Linked DNA regions of Triticum aestivum: region 2 is linked to region 1. Evidence: chromatin contacts called from public Hi-C data. All regions are on one chromosome and are shown on one strand. The core of a region is the stretch at or near the end of the contact, and the rest is flanking DNA. Distances in the headings are between cores, read along the strand shown. Region 1 has its middle 10 kb from the start of LOC543392. Region 2 has its middle 13 kb from the start of LOC123167114.

Region 1 (2,700 bases), core at 90-2,589:
AAGGATTTTAAAGGAAATGGTCTACATTTCATAAATCATTTTTATAGGAAATAAAAAGGAGATTTTTAAGAAGTGAACAAGATAAAAATTGAAAATAGAATAGAAAAACAGAGGAAGAAAACTATTTAAAGCGGCAGAAAAAATAGAAAAATAAAGAAGGAAAAATGGAAAAAAATAATGGACGGAAACTTGTAAAATCCGAGACCAATTTGCTCTAGCCGATCCTTCTAGTTAGGACACAATTAGCTATCATTTTTTTCCAAGCTAGACAATGATGCTATATCAACATGCCATGCATGCAAGTTATAAATGACTTTTTTTTTACATTAGCATATCCATACAACACTGCCACATCATTAGTTCAGTTCATCATTTTTGTGTTCTCATAGACATGGTACATGCGTTTGGGACTTGCAGCATACCTTTATAGTTTATCCTCCACTTTTTCTACAAACAACGCTCTTTTTTCTCTATTGCTTGTACAACTCACTACCTATTTTTTCTAGTCATACAACCATGCCAGCAAGCGATGCATGTAGGTTATACATTATATTTTTGTATATCCATGCAGTGATGCCAGGGCACATAATTTCTTTTGCACCAAATTTTATGCTGTCATGGGCACGGTCTATGTATTGGGTGCTTGGAGCATATCTATATAGTTGATCTTTCACCTTTTTTGTATATATAAATGACACTCTCTTAATTGCAACTAAATGTTTTGTTTTTTATACATGTTCATAATTTTTAATGTTTTCAAAGTGTACATCAAGAAATATTTTTACATTTTAATTTCATTAGTTATAATTGTTTATGTAGCACCTAATAAAGCATTTCTTGTAACAAGATTATCACAGCAACGCACGGGGCATTATCTAGTTTTATAAGATATTCAACCCTTTCACAAAAAACCCTTGCAATTAAAAATTGTTCATGCATATAAAAAAGTTCCTATTATTCAAAAGGTTTTCATGACTTCAAAAAATAATCATCCAATTGAAAAATCATTCATTTAATATTAAACTAGTACATTCTATTTTAAGAAGAGAAATCAAACAATGGAAAAATATATTAAACGGAAAAACAAAAGAGAGATTAAACTGAATAGAAGGAAACTGCGAAGACAAGAAAAAAGGAATAAAACATAAAGCTAAATCTTTCCCTATATATATATATAATAAAGCAAACAGTGCTTCTGCCCGCTCACCCGTCGCGGCGCTTTTGCAAAAAGGCCCCCATGTTTTTTAAAAATAAACCCGCACTCCATAGTGGGCCGGCCCTTCCGTTTGCAGGAGTGCGAAAAATAAATAAGGGCAACGGGGATCGAACTCGCGCCACGGTTTTGCTGTTGAGGAGACACAACCAGCTGGGCTAGCTGTCCGTTCTGTACATGCAACGCCTCGCTTGTTTTATTTAATAGTACCACCTCGCTGCTTTAAACAAAATTCTACCAATTTATATAGATCAGCAAGTAGACGTCAGCAAGCCTCGTCAGAAATTGGATGTAAATTTAAATAAAGAGAGGTTCAATAAAGATGTGATGTTGTGCTATATGAAAAAGAGGACACATTAGAATCCGATACAGAGGGGATCTTGCGCTAAGAAATGCAAAAGGAAGAAATCTCCCCTAAACAGCCCAATTAGCTGATCATTCGGATGGATTTCTTAGAAAGAAAGACCCCATAATGGGAGGGTGCGGCCATAGATAGGTTAAAGATTTCTTTATCATATTTTTTTCGAATTCTTCTTCGTCATAAAGTGCATGCAATGACCAATTAACCGATCATTCGGATGGATTATTTAGAAAGAAAGACCTCATAATGGGAAGGCGCGCCAAAGCCACAGGTCAAAGATTTCTTCATCAAAAATTGCATGCAAAGACCAATTAACTGATCCTGCGCATGGATTGGCTACAACACGCATGCAGCGTGCATATGCCATATGCTTCTACGTATCCTAGGGATAGTGGTATGTGTTGGTACAAGGGCGTACAAAGGCGACTTCTTGCTCAAAGCCGACGTACAAAGCTAGCTAGCCAGGGGAATCATTGTGTTTCTATTTGTATATATAAAAGCAGGACGTACAAAGCTAGCTAGCCAGGGGAATCATTGTGTTTCTATTTGTATATAAAAGCAGAACCACGTGTCCGTAGGTAATTAGAATTCAGACTCTTGCCAAGTAAAGTCAGCTTCGGACTGTTGCTATATACTTAAAACAAAGAGACCAACTCATAAATTAAAAGGGAGAAAGTAAATAATGCCATAAAATAAATAGGCAACACGGGTTGGCCTAGTGCGGTCACTTTTGTGTGTTTCCATGACATTATGACGTAGTGAGCGTGAATAGGAAGCAACATATTTCCTAATATACGCGAGTGTGTAGTTTTGTCGCTATCTGGACGTCCTTGTCTGGCCCATTTTCTATTTTCTATTTTACATTTTACCTTTTAATTTTTATTTTGCCATTATTTTTATTTGTTTTTTCTTTTACCTTTATTGGTCATTGGTCATTTTTTCACTTTCTTTCCTTTTTAGGGGGGGGGGGGGGGGGCAGTAGTGCATGATTTTTTTCCATAATACATTAATATTTAATTCTTTTTAAACATATGAACGTTTATTAAACATGAATTTTTTACTAACTACTTAAACTCTTATTTAATATATGAACATTTTCCCTAAATCCGTGAGTATTTTAATAACT
Region 2 (2,700 bases), core at 60-2,559, 370 kb before region 1:
CGCTGAACATTTTTTCCAGTTTTATGAACTTGTTTTTTTCTAAATCAGTAAATTTTTTCCAAATTTGATGATTTTTTTCCAAATTCAGTGAACTATTTTCAAAATAGATGAACTTTTTACGAAATTGATGAACTTTTTCCAAAAAGGATTATCAAATTATGTGAACTTTTTGAAATTTATGTGTTTTTCGAAAATTTATGAACTTTTTTCAAGTTTTGTTAAGTTTTCTATAATTGTTTTCAAGATGGATGAAGTTTTAAAAAATCGATAATATTTTTTTCATACCGTCAAGATTTTTTAATATTTGAACTTCTTTAAAAATCCTTGTATATTTTTGTGTTCATGGATACTTTCCTTTTTTACTTTTTCATAATTTTCCAAATAATTTATACTAGGTATAAATTATATTTTAATGTTGTACTAGAAGAAGCTTAAATTATGCTTTTTCGTGATTGTAGTCGAGAATGGGACCTTGGTCTAGTGGTTGTTGGTGTTACCGAGCGGAGTTTGATTCCTGCTTCTCGCATATGACGGTAGTAATTTTCTTCACATTCCTTGTTCTCGCGAGCTGCCCTAGAACAGTTTTTTAAAATTTATGAATATTTTCTGAAATTTCAATTTTTTTAAAAATGGAGCATTCTTTAAAATTCCTGTATTTTTTTGGAACACAATTTTTTACTCAAATTGTGAACAAAATTGGAAACAAGAATTCTTTTTGAAATGTCTGGAGATTTTTCCAAAACATTTTTTGAAATTCTGAACAAAATATTAAAATGGGAACATATTTTGAATTTTTGAACAATATTTCAAATATTAGAATAAACAAAATAGGAAAAAGAAAAAACACAAAAAAGGAAAGAAAAAAGTTATAAAAAAAAGAAAAAGAAAAGTCAAAAAATAAACAGGAAAAATTAAATAGTAACAAAACCGATAAAAACCAATTCGAAATCTCTGGAAGGTTCCTAAAACCGAAAACACTGCAACCCGTTAACGGGTCCGCCTAGCTCAATTTGCTAGCCTATACTGAAGCTCGACAGTTTGACGCAGAATGCGTCAAATATGATATTCCACAACTTCTTTTGTTGAGTGGCTTATGATATTACCCAACTATGACCTAGCGATGGAATCCCACTAGCCAACGATGGTTTTTGGGCCTCGGCCACCATTTGGCGATTTGGGCCCGTTAAGCACTACTTAGGAGCACGAGAGCTGTATCTTTCATGGGGCGCCAGCCCATTAGATCATCTTGCTCGCCCGCTGCTGAGGTCGCTTTCATCGGCATTTCCTATTCGACGCGTTGAGCGCGGATTAACGTGCATTTTGTTAATTGGCGCTGAAGGTGCTCTTACATGGGCCAGCCCATCTAGGTTGTAACTGGAGAGGTCTTTTCTTCCCAGTCGGGCTTATTTTCTTTCAAAGTTGAAGAACTTTTTGTGAAGCCGTGAACTTTTTTATGTCGTTAGGAAACCTCTTTTTTCTAAAATCCTAAAATGAAAAAAACAAATGCATGACTTTTTTGATTTTTTTGCCATCCTTTAGAAGTAGCGACCATTTTGTTTTTTGTTTTTTTAGTGACCAAGCGCGCTCATGCGACAGCCCATGCCAGCGACGGTGCAAGCGCCAGCTCGTTAACTGGCGCAAAACCCGCTAATTAGGAGCTGTTCGCTTGCATCACTCCTTCCAAAAAAAGGCTTCATAGCTTCCTGTCACGCCCAGATCAATCACTCATTGTTCCATATAGTGGGTTTTGGTCAGTTTTCTGCTTTAGTTTCTCCTTTATTTTACTTTCTGATTTCTTTGTTTCTTCGCCTGTTTTCTTCAACTTTTCACCAACTTCTCTTCAGCTTCACTATTTTTATTGGATTTGAAATTCTTTCACTTTTCTTCATTTTTGGTTTCTTTCTCTGTTTCACAGTTTTTTTGCTTTTCTATTCTGTTTTCTCTGTTTCCTTTCATTTTTCATTTTTCTGTTTCTATTCTTGGTTTTCTTTGTTTTGTTCGCGGGTTTCACACATTTAATTCTTTTGCATTGGTTTATTTCAATTTTTTTTTTCTTGCTGTATTGTCTTAATATTTCCAAATGTATGATTTTTTTAATACATGGTCAAAATTTATTCAATACACATTTAATAATTTTAAAATGCATGGATAACATTTTTCAAATACTTTTTTTATATTTTTTTAAATGCTTGATTAATATTTTCTAAATACAGGATCAGTTTTTTCACACACATGATACATCGTGTATGTTTGGTATATTGTTTTCATAAACATGAGAAAGATTATTGTTATACACATTTATTATTATTTAAATAAAATTTTAATATTTTTTAATACCTAGTCAACATGTTTTTTATAAATATTTTTTAAATAAAGTATTGGCATTTTTGGTCAACTTTGTTTTATATACACATTAATGGTTTCAAATGCTTGATTAACACTTTTTTAACACATGGTCAACACTTTTCAAATGATTGATTAAAATTTTAAAATACTTGTTTAACATTTTTAAAAATGCTTAATTAAAAATTTTAAATACATGATCAAATTTTTCCAGGCACATTGTATTTTTTGTATACATGATTATTTTATTTATACACATTTAATATTTTTCATATGCTTGGTTAACATTTTTTTACATATTTTATGTAAAGGGTATTTTGTACTATATTTGTTTAGTATGTTTGGAAGTGGAACGAA

Evidence for each region. A called contact is a pair of places that touch in the nucleus more often than the background predicts.
Region 2: a Hi-C map of leaf shows a contact between it and region 1, with 6 times the contacts expected there. The contact joins two enhancer-like sites. A contact is called at or near these places in 3 of 5 Hi-C or Micro-C datasets (leaf and an unstated tissue) and 1 of 1 datasets of contacts at active chromatin or transcription factors (leaf).

Annotation. Positions count from the first base shown.
Region 1 is chr7D:70,111,525-70,114,224 of IWGSC CS RefSeq v2.1, reverse strand. No RefSeq gene overlaps it. Among protein-coding and RNA genes, the nearest start is that of LOC543392, 10 kb to the left of the region's middle. Within about 2 kb of position 1,339, at least 7 of the 8 cell types and tissues checked have an H3K27ac peak or open chromatin away from gene starts, as enhancers often do.
Region 2 is chr7D:70,477,065-70,479,764 of IWGSC CS RefSeq v2.1, reverse strand. No RefSeq gene overlaps it. Among protein-coding and RNA genes, the nearest start is that of LOC123167114, 13 kb to the left of the region's middle. Within about 2 kb of position 1,309, at least 3 of the 8 cell types and tissues checked have an H3K27ac peak or open chromatin away from gene starts, as enhancers often do.